2 separate regions of the Triticum aestivum genome follow, and region 2 is linked to region 1. The links are chromatin contacts, called in public Hi-C maps. All regions are on one chromosome and are shown on one strand. The core of a region is the stretch at or near the end of the contact, and the rest is flanking DNA. Distances in the headings are between cores, read along the strand shown.

What was found. A called contact is a pair of places that touch in the nucleus more often than the background predicts.
Region 2: a contact with region 1 is called in a Hi-C map of leaf, with 7 times the contacts expected there. The contact joins the promoter of LOC123137826 here to the promoter of LOC123137825 in region 1. A contact is called at or near these places in 3 of 5 Hi-C or Micro-C datasets (all in leaf).

The regions. Positions count from the first base shown.
Region 1 is chr6B:531,215,675-531,221,535 of IWGSC CS RefSeq v2.1, reverse strand. It overlaps LOC123137825 (probable protein phosphatase 2C 26), which reads right to left and starts at 3,601. Exons shown (of 4, transcript XM_044557668.1): 1 at 1,868-3,601; 2 at 1,170-1,283; 3 at 528-792; 4 at 1-60. The coding sequence starts at 3,157.
Region 2 is chr6B:531,366,657-531,372,517 of IWGSC CS RefSeq v2.1, reverse strand. LOC123137826 (acetylornithine deacetylase) reads right to left here and starts at 2,563. Exons shown (of 10, transcript XM_044557669.1): 1 at 2,093-2,563; 2 at 1,388-1,641; 3 at 1,176-1,284; 4 at 403-541; 5 at 237-294. The coding sequence starts at 2,428.

The DNA of each region.
Region 1 (5,861 bases), core at 2,352-4,851:
CGTCGTGGTATTTCCTCCGGTCCCCTTGAGGTATATCTAGTAGCTCGTAGAAATCCATACCTGGAAAGCCAAAGAAGAAAAGGGGGCAAAAACAGATCAAAACACATTTGACATTCAAGATACTAACTCAAACCAGCTTAGGTGTATAACGTAATGCATCAACACATAGCAATAAGCCAATGACCAAATGTTAATAAATGTATCAATGTGAAATAGCATACGGTTGGAAGAAAATGATCAAATCATGTGAGACCCTTCACAGAGACAATCTAAATTTGTGTAGCCTAGCTAGGAATTTTGACTGCCATGTGCTATCTGGTAAAGATAACTTAAAAGCATTCTATTATTTGGAATAATATATCAGGGACATGGCCATGTCATTTGTGTGCATGAATTTGCACGTGACCATGTCATTTCTGTACACGTGTAACGCTGATTACAACAAGAAATGGTCACATAAAAACAAATCAAGAATTGAAATATGAGAAACATGGTATGGAAGAACAGGCATGACAGGCAAAGCTTACCAGCTTTCTTTGCTGCACGGGAAAGAAGTTCCTCAATTAGACTTTGTGCTGGATCGCCTTCAGGAAATCTCTCCATGAAATTCTCAACATGCAGAACTACCTCTTCGTTGCTCAGGTACTGATATAAGCCATCGGAAGAAAGTACCAAAAACTGGTCCCTTGAAGTGAGCTTGTGATGGCAAAGAGAAGGTATGCATGATATGTATGGTGCATCACCTATGTACTCATTGCGGAACATCTCCAGCAATCCATTGTTCAACTTCGCCTGTACAACATACACAAATTCTAGGTAAGCTTTATCTAGGTTTTCTATTACATTAGACCAATCGGAACTTCTAAAAGTAGTTTCTAAATAATTCAAAATTAAAAGAACAAACTACTCATAAGAAATTCATACTCATTCAAAAATAAGTTTTTTAGCCAACAAAATAAACTGCTAACAGGCAAAAAAAATGAACTATGAGAGTAGGGTTAAAGATCTTAGTAAACACCCAACCAAGCCATACCACAATTACCTGCTTGAGATACTCAAAAATAAGTTTTTTAGCCAACAAAATAAACTGCTATCAGGCAAAAAAAATGAACTATGAGAGTAGGGTTAAAGATCTTAGTAAACACCCAACCAAGCCGTACCACAATTACCTGCTTGAGATACCCAGCGCCAAATGCTCGGGTAACTTTTAAACGGCCCTTTACTCTGTCATTTACGATACACTGATCATCATCTGGATGCTCACGTTTGATCCTCTGGACTTCCTGCATATCAAAACAAATACTATGAATTCATAGGCATAAATAGTGCAAGGGCTAAAATGACCAACTGCTTTCATTGACAAATTTAGAAGAGAAATAAGGGCAATGGAAATGGAACCTAACAGCAAATGACCAAATGATGAAACAAATGGGTGTGACTCTGACCAACTAAAAATAAGGCATCAAGGATAACAAGTGTTCTACATGATCTTTTCATAAAGACATGAACCTCTTTTTTTGCTTTGGTGTTTCAACTTTAAAGCTTTCAGGTATTTGCAATAAAATGATTTCCATGGTTAGTTCTATGAAATATGAATGGAAACCCGGAGAAGAACAATAATGTGATGGTTTGATCATTTAGAGTGCCTTACTGCTGACAGAGGCACGCACATTTTGCATTTAGAGACGCAAGCAGATTACTCACAGACAATGACAGAAGCTCTGGCATACACATAATAAACAGTGGAACAGCAGGTCAATAGAACATAAATGTATATAAGGCTATAAGCTACAAGCTCATTCTAAGTTGTGTCAGCAGTTGCTTATGCAGAAAATATATGGTATCACCAGTGTCAGCACAAAGTTACCTCTTCGATGCTGGTGCTATGATCGATAGACAACTGCAATGCCTCGAGCCCAATCATGGGATATCCGACAGGCCTTGACTCGATCTCCAATCCCACGCCGATGTCATCCATCCTCATGGCTCCAAGCCCGCAACCATGGTCATCATCTGCTCGTTGCGCCACAATGGCGCGGCTGTCCCCAAGATTCATTACATACACGTCGTCATCCCTCACCAATGCCACAAGCAGGCATGCCCCGGTCACCGCCAACTCCGGGTGGGATCCCATCGATTGGTCTGTCATGTCGAGGTATGCTGCCTCCGTCGAGGCCAGCGCCCGAGTGAGCGCACCAAGCACAGCTCCATGATCCCTCACTGCTGGAGCTGCCTCCAACTTCTTGGGACCCCACTCCCTGCTGATTTCATCATCACCCACAGCCGCTGCATGTGCCCACATGTTGAACCGCCGCTCCTTGAGCCTGGCAAGCGACATTGCAAACCGGCCGGAACCTGAAAAGTCAAGTTCATTGTCATCGTCATCCCCATCGGCGAGGAACTGCCACAGCCGCTTGCTATCCCTGTCTGCCTCTTCGTAGAATATCCCACGAAGCTCGCGTAGGAGGAAGCGGTAGAGGTTGGCAACAAGGAAGTCGGGGGCCTCAGGGCCGTTGAAGCCATCGTAAATGCCGACGAACAGCCAACGCTGGTCCTCGGAGACAACCACGTGGACGCGGTCCTCCCCTGCGCGCCCGTGCGCCCATTGCACGCCGTCGTCTCGGCGGAGTGGCACCATGAGCGCCGGCTGGTGCTTTTCTGACACGCTCCGCCGCAGGCTGCCGAATAATGGCTTCCGGAACCTGCTGGAGAGCCCTCTGGACGAGGAGGAGGTGCGCTTGGTGGGCTTGGTGGGGAGCGGGCCGGAGAAGGGCACGGCGGCGTCGAGCGGACCGGAGAGCTGGGCGCCGCGGTCGATGGGCCCGGAGAGGAACAGGGGCCCCGAGGAGAGGTTGGAGAGCTGCAGCGGCGCGGAGGAGAAGGACGAGGATGTGTGGAACGCAGAGGAGTAGTTTTGCGGCACGGAGCCCGCGCCGGCGGCGGAGGAGGAGAGGTAGAGCGGCACGGGCACGGAGGAGTTAGCGGAGAGCGCGGCGCCGGAGATGCCGTGGCGGAAGGAGGAGGAGTAGGCGGCGGCGGACGCGTAGCAGAAGGAGTGGCCGAGCGCGTCGTCCAGGCAGGGCTCCGCGTCGACGGACGCCGGCGCCGGCCGCGAGCACGCGCACGCGGTGAGCAGCCGTGACGCGCCGCTGCCCATGGCATCCGACGCTGGCCGCGGCCCGGTCAGAGGGAAGGCGAAGCAAGGACGGGGAGGGAGCAGAGTAGACCTTATTTACCAGCACATCGCACCGGGCGATACGGAGGGCGGCGACGGACGTGGAGCTGTGACCGCGGGATCTCGCCGGGGCGGTGGCGGGATCTCGCCGAGGCGGGATCCAGAGAGGGCGCGGAGGAGGCGCAGGATCCGGCCGGAGCGGGGAGAGATTGGGGGCGAGGGAGGCGAGATTGGGGGCGGCCGGGCCGGAGGGAGGGGGGGTGGGGGATTGGGGCAGAGCGTTGAGAAGAGAGAGAGGGAGGGAGTTTTCTATGTTCACTCCTGTCAGTGATGTGCACACTAACAAAGGAGGGGAGTAGAGTAGAGGGGGGAGGAGGAGACTTAGCGCTGGCGTAAGTGCGAAAAACGCAAATTTGACATCCGAATTTGGCAGCGACTGACCGTGCGGCACGAGCGAGGGAGGACCCGTTCGCCCGCTCCGGTGCTCCACCGGGGGCCGGGCCGGAAAAAACCTCACCGGACCTGTCAGGTGGTGCCGGTATGGCGGAGTGGGAGGGATTTGTCCGCACCTGGCACGCACGCCGTGGAGCAGGGCAGGACGAGCGGCGCGGCGGCAGGGCGGAGGGAGCGAGACCCGTGACGTACGTGGAGTGGGGTGGTGGGTGGGGTGGGAGAGCGGGACGGGGGTCAACGCTGCGCCCTGGGAATCGCCTACCCCGGTCGGGGTTAATTACGGCGGACGGGACTCCGCTGCGCCGAGGAGAGCAGGGCGCGTGGATCCGCGCGGCGCAAATTGGATGGCTTTGGCGGGGCCGGCTTTGAACTCGGACTACTGCTGGACGGTGGGCTCCTCTGCTCTCCCCGGTGGAGCGGGCGTTTCGAAAGTGCAGCGACGCGAGGGCAAAGGCGACGGGGAGGGGAGGTGAGAAGATTACAGTTTACAACGGGAACGAGGAAGCATCCCATGTGAATCGCCCGACGTTTTCCGAGAGTATGTAGCTTTATTTCTTGGGTCGCGCTAACTGCCACACGTGTGGCAGGAAGGGAGACGCACCACACGACTCTAATGTAAACAGATTGCACACGTCATCGCATGCATGCATGCAGAATTTTTTTTGGATTTTCAGTTTTTAAAATGTTTTATCTCTTAAACGAAAAATCCGATTGAAAATCCGTTTTCACCATTAAATCCCTCACGATGAGATCTTCGAAACTAGATCCCATGTTGATATGTTTTGATGAATTTTTTTTTGGATTAAAAGTTGTCATGTCTATTGCATATGAATTGCCATGATGTTTACACTGAAGTTGTCATGATATGTTTCAGCTATTTTCTTCTACATTTAAAAGTAAATTTTTAACATTTATAAAACGGGGAATTAAGAAACTAGACTTGCCATGAACCATAAACTAAAATTGCCATGATACATGCACGTAAAATTGCCATGGTTCATACAAAAAATAATTTTCATGGTCAAAGTACTGGAGTTGCCATCATCAAAATACTAAAATTGCCATGATCTACAAACTAAAATTGCCACATGGCAACTTTAGTTTAAGCCCTATGGCAACTGCAGTGTAAACATCGTGGCAACTTCTGGCAAAAAAAAAATTCGTCGAAACATATCAACATGGGGTCTAGTTTTGAAGATCTCGTCGAGACGGATTTAATGGTGAAAACAAATTTTTAGTTCGCTTTTTTATTTAGGAGATACAACATTTTTAAGCCGAAAACCAAAAAAAAAACTGCTGATGTCATCTATTCATACGTGGCAAAATGAGTGGTGATGGAGGTATGTGGGCGATGTGCAAACGCCCACACGTGTGGGCGTTAACATTTCCGTATTCCTTTTGTGACAGTGTAAACTACTCCAGTGTCAACATGTGAAGATTTATCGTATGCCTTCACGTGCTTTTTACCAAGTCAAATTCAACGATATTCTGTTGGATAAATATAAGAGCGTTTAGATCATTGGATATTTCTAGGTAAGTCTGCAATTGCGTATAGCTTACCCAGTTTCTCAAACGTTCGTGGATGCGTTAGGCGTGTCTGCAAACCGATCACATTTCAAATGTCTTCTTCCATAACCATCTCACTCAGACCGTCCGCTTTTGACCGGGTGACGAGGCGGGCGGATGAGGCACAGGATAAGGATCCGTTGGAGCGACACGGTGGGGGCACATAAGAACTTTTGACAAGTGAAGAAGATCAAAATTTGAACCAGGACAAGGAGGCGCAGCAACCTAGGAGGATCCCGGCATCAGTCATCACGGTGCCATCCCCGCCTCGCACCAACGATGCGGGCCAGCTGTCACTGGTTCTCGCACCAGGTGGGGCCAGCAGCCTTCCATGACTAGTCAGGAGGAGCCTGGGCCCACCACGGTGGGAACGCCGAGGCAGGAGGCCCCGGGAGTGGGGCAGACCCCATTGGAGCACGATGCCGGACGGATGGGAGTGGATAATGATGGGACTGTACCGATCATTGGGCAAGAGGAGATGCCCTCCCAATGCGATACAGCTGTCCCCATGAGGGCACAGTTAGACCAGGTGGTGGGACCGACTGAGGGGACACTGATTGTGTCGAGTGGAGGAGGCCAGTTGGATGTGAGCCACGCCATGCAAGCGCATGGGGACAGCGACATGACACCTGGGCTCGCTGAGATTGGCTTGCATGCTTCGATTATG
Region 2 (5,861 bases), core at 1,314-3,813, 150 kb before region 1:
TCACGTTTTCTTTCTTTCTTTACTCCTATGTAAACACTCTACTGACTATAAAGCATTCCACATTCAATTTCAGTACGTGTTACAAATAACATTCAATTTCAGTTGTGCCTCCAGCACTAGTAAGTACATATCAAAATAGACCATAAAGAAGTACATATCAAACTAAAACTTAGTTGAATCATTTCATCTCAAGTGCAATTAAAGAGAATCCAAAAACCTAAGGGCAAGAATTGAACCTTATATCCCCTGAAATTGTACACTCTCCAGGAATTTGGTTCAGACCCCCACCAGGATCTGCAAAGCATCACATGTTTGGAGCACATCCAATGATTTTTCTTTTCCACATATTATAAATACACTGTCTCTAAAACATATTTAAAATAAAGGTACAAGGGAACTTACAACTCCACTTGGTTGGCTTCATTGTAGATGGAGTAGCAAATTTGTAGAGCTTCTCTTTTTCATGTGCAGGGAAGTCATTGTAAAACCGAGTTTGAATTTCTTTAAGTGCATCCATATTTAACTCCATCGAATTTATGGCCTTTGGCAATAACAAAAAACAGATACAGGGTCTTCAGAATTCAAAAGCACTATTGTACTTTGTCTCCGACAGCAAGAAATGGTGAAAATACTATATTTGGATTCCTTTGTCGTGTGAACTACTTGAATAGCTCTTTCCATAACATTACAAAAGACATGTCAAATAAACATGTGCAGAAAACAATCGTATAACAGCAGAGTTGATTACTCAATAAGATCTACCAGTCATGTATCAACGATCACTTGCTTTATACTTGTGCGTTACTTTGTTTTGGTCCCATTATTCATAGCTACGTTGGTATGTTGGTACCAATCGCAACTAACTTATTCTAGCAACGATATATGATTTAACAGATCACATCTATAGAATATTTGCTACTCCCTCTGCTTCACTATAATTATCCCCGGTGTAAAAAGAGTGTCTAAAAATATCTCCACTGAAGGAATCAAGAGGTAATGCAATATTTTCACCCTATTACTTTAAATAGGTTAAGAAGGTTATATGGTTGTATAATGCCATTTATTATTTGGTCATTTTTCATCAACCCTCTTAAGATTTTGTGTCCATACAGCTACATAGAGTAAAAAGGAGGGAGTGGTAACTGAACATTGTTCTAATGAGTCCAAATGAGTACCTTATGTGCGAGGCCACTGTGAAACAGCTTCCCTGTTGCCTTCAGATGCCAAGGGATCATCCCACCGGTACCAATGCATGGCTGCTTATCCGCAGTATCTATCCAAAACCTTCACAATGCCACACATATAACCAACTAAATCAGCAAAAATTCCTCAAATACGACGCATTACTTGGCCATTCCATCGAGGCAACAGAGAGTTCAATACTCACAAGGGTCCAGTCTTGAGCTTATCCAGCAAACCATCCTTGACAAGTCCATCAACACCAATGCCAGTGACCGATGAATTCTCTTCATTGGCAATGAACACCGCAATGACAGAATGCTTCAATGGTGGTTTCACCTCACCAAGCCGCCGCATGAGCTGAGTCACAAGCGCCACATGACCAAGGCAGTCGGTCGTCCCACGGCCCCTAAGCTTTTCCTTGTCATTACCTTCGAAGGTTAGTGAGAAGGGATCAAAGTCCTGCAGGAGTAGAAGATCCCAGTCCACTGATTAATGATTGTAACCAACAAGAGTAACAGAAATTTGAGGAGCTCACCAAGAGTAAATTTTGAGGTACAACTTGTTAGTAATCACTAATAGTCAATTTATGATGCGACAGAAATAAAATGAGCGAAATCAAACAGCACCAGTGATGAAAGGTAAACTTTAACAGTAGATACAGCAATTAAGCCACTGAAGTACTAACTTGAATCACAACACTCCACAAGCCAGCACTGCACCGAAACATGCATCTATTCCAACTTCCAAGGTAGAACAATCCAGAAGCCACTAACAGATCAGGGATGGGTGCAGCTTGGGCGACAAGCTAGAAAGACCCCCAAATCAAGCAAACCCTCGAATCCTTCGTCCAGGAACCCTAAGCACCGAAATCAGCACTCACGCATCAAAACGAAATCTGCTAGGAACTCACCCATTCGCTAGGGTTGGCCGGAACGACGTCCATGTGCATGCCGACGAAGGAGACGACGCGGCCGGGGACGGTGCCGGGGTACTCGACGATGACGTTGCTCCGGCCGTCTGTGTAGCTCACCTTCCGCACGACGAGCGGGCCGCCACCGGTGTCCGTCGACACCGGGCGAAGCGCGTCGACGACGTGCTGCGCCACGAGGTCCTCCTGCGGGACGAGGGCCGGCGGGTCGTTCTGCAGGCGCTGGGACTCGCCGATGAGCTTGGAGAGGAGGGCGACGAAGGGGTCGCGGTCCAGGACTCCGACGGCGTCCTTGAGCGGCGGCGCCGGAGATGCCATCTTAGACGCGGCGGCGGATTGGGTCAACAGCGAAGGCAGTCCAGTCGAGGTCGAGGAACTCTCTGTGTTTGAGCAACTCTGGATGTACGTACGATGTGCGCATATGATGTGTCCGTGTCGACGACGGCACGGAGATGCGTGCCGTAGCCGCTGCGGTTCTTCAGTTTCTTTCTTTCTTTCTTTTTTGCGGGGCGGTTCTTCAGTTTCTCTTCTCTTTTTTCCCCCTCTTTTTTTTAAAAAAAATTCTTCTCTTCTCTTTTCATTCAACACTCCTCATTTTCATGTAGAAAACACCTTATCATTTTATAAAGAGTACAGTGCATTTTCGTCCCTCAACTAATCCTTTTTTAGGAGCATCCCTTAGCTAATAGTAAAGTGTGGCTTTCATCCTCAATTTTTCTTTGGCGTAACCTTCGTCCCTCAACTCTATTAGGTATGTGTGAACCAATTTGTGGTTGGATGGTTAGAGAGACTGTGGTATCCCCAGCCCATCATAGTTCTGGTGCTCGCATTATTCCTGAATTAATTTCAGGATTCCGACGATGCGTTTTCAGTGGGAGGAGACGTTCCCGTCGACGACGAGGCTTCTATGGTGACTTCGTAAATCTCAAGATGATATGTCGTCGGTCTCTCGGAGATGCTCATAGGGGTAGGGGGTGTGTGTATGTGTTCATACGGGTGAGTGCATGCGTGTATGCATAACCGCTTGCGTCTGTACTGTGTAAAAAAAACTCTGCTGGGTATGTTTAGTCCCTTATAGTGGTATTCCTCGGTCGAACCTGTTTTGACTTATGTGTCATTGTTTTGACCACATCTTGGTGCAACTTTTCTCCCTCGACTCCTAATATCATGAAGAATTAGTCCCTAACATGAGTATTCCTTGCTCAAATCCGGTTTTGACTTTTTATGGCACGGTTTTGATCACATCATCATTGTAAGGGGAATGCCCCAAGGGTTTGGGATTGGACCACGACGAATTGTGCTCCTTTCTCTCCCCCGTGTCTTTATATCAGATCTGCCACCTATTGTCCTATCCTACCCCAACTATCATGTTGACCATCTAAAGCGGGAGGAGCTTCTCCCATCACCGGCCTCCTAGAGTAGCATCGCAGCCTTTCTCTCTGCATCACACAATGGATATTTAAAGCGGAGCAGCGTCAACAGTTCGGTGACACATGAGAGAGAGAGAGAGAGAGTTCTCTCAATGACATGCGACTCTATGCCACCTTACAGTGACGATGTGGCCAAAACCATATCACATAAGGTCAAAACCGTGTTAGACCGTTGAATACCGCTGCAAGGGACTAACTATACCTGGTATTAAGAATTGAGGGACAACAGTTGTACCCAAAAAAAGTTTAGGGACGAAAGCTACACTTGGCGATAAGTTGGGGGGACGAAAAATGCACTTATCTCTTTTATAAAAGGAGAAATGACATATATTAGAAGTTAACCAACGCTTGTAGGATCATCTTTAAAGAATAAAAAAATACTCACAAGATCGTTGGAAAAATCAACATGTCTTCTTCCTACACTCTCGTTGGCGGGGCGTTGTGAGCCAAGCTCGATGTCACCTCCGGACCTCCAAAACACCATCAAAGTTAGGAAAAAGTTGTTGACGCAACATCCAAATGAGAAGACACATGCAACAATGACCCAAGAAATAGACCACTGCCACGAAGAAGAACATGAGAAGAGGGGGACATGTGGCCTCGCTGGCAAGGATGGTGGGACAGTCTCATATTTGGAATAGAGTTGTGTTATCCTCCCCCCTCCCTCCCTCTCTCTCTCCAAGTAGGGTTATCATATAGAAGGACATGTGCAAATGAACTTGTTCCCGCGTTTTTTATGTTCAATCAATGTATGTGAAAATGCGCTTTGGTTGTTTCAAAAACATATATTATAACTCAAAAAAATCTAGAAGTTTGTGTATGCGTATGTATAGATGTGTTGTATGTGTGTACGGATTTTCATCAACATGCATATTTATGTGCAACATATACAAAAAGGACAAATAGATGAACCAAAATGGGCTTGTATATTGTTGTTTTTGGTCCGGGTTTTTTCCTTGTGTGTAGCGCATAATCTATCATATTATTTAAGGAAATTTGAAGGTACATAGGGAACATCCATTTGCATTCGCATAAAACATTTAAATACCACATTCTTCTTTTTAAATAGTGGGCTCCCCACACTCCAATGTGTACTGATTTAAAAGCTAGAAAGATTGCCTGTCCTATTAAACATATTTGGTTTGTGAAGTCTCCTCTTAAAGTGAAAGTACTTTTACAACTTACATTTTAGAAAAGTATACTACTCCCTCCGTGTTTAAAAACATGCAATATAAATGTATACTTTTTGTTTGAAGTCAAATGTTGAAAAGGTTGACTGGATTTGTAGGGAAAACTAAACTTTCAAAAACTACAATACTAAAATGAATTTGTGACACTGCTTAGTTTTGTGTTAGGAACATAAAATAAAATTCACTTTTGTATTTGATTTATTTAAATAATAATAGTTATTAAAGTTACAAGTGTTCACACTTGTTCTTGCGTATTACAAAAGAGTAAAAGTTGTGTGCACGTTTTCAATATGTGCTATTTCACTATTGTGTGTGTGAACTTTTTGTTTGTTCCTTTCTTATTATTTTGCGTGGTCACATTGGTTTTGTTTTGTCTTTCTTCTTTCAAGTAATACCAATGCCCTCACTAACATATATTTTACAATAACTTTAAAGAGCATATATTAAGTTATCGGTTTGATTTTTAAACATATTTACCCCTCCATGCTAGGGCAAAGAAGAAATAACTCCCTTTGAAACTAATGACAAAACTACCCTGCGGTAAGCTGGCTAATCGACATGTGGCGCATGTCACCATTACCAGTGATGGCAAAAAGAAAAACCAACGGCATTGATCTCAGCACATTGATTTACATGTCATGTACCGTGTTCACCGGCGGATTATCCGCCGACCACACATAGCATCTCGCTCGACTTAGAGGCATGTTGATTGCATCGGAACAAGTATGCCTATGGATGGAACCACAACTCACACTAGCTAGTTTATCATATACTCGTTGGTGTTTTTTTACTGATTTCTTTGTACTATATTCCTTACGAATTTTAGAAACCTCTTGAAAAGAGTCCTTTGGTTTGTATGTGGTGCAATCAAACAAACCAAATTGGTTTGTATGTGGTGCAATAAAACAAACCAAATTGTATAGGATCCAGATGGTCAAAGTAACATTACAACTCGATGTTTTCCTACTACTGCGTTTTTGGAATTCTGTGAATCAAAGAGGCCTTTAGCTGGAGTTGCGAAACTCCTTCCAGTACATAATAATTGACATTTTTTTTGAAGCAATAATAATTGACATTTTAAATATCGATACTGTCTTTTAAGACATTCTGTAAATAATTTTTAAGACAAAT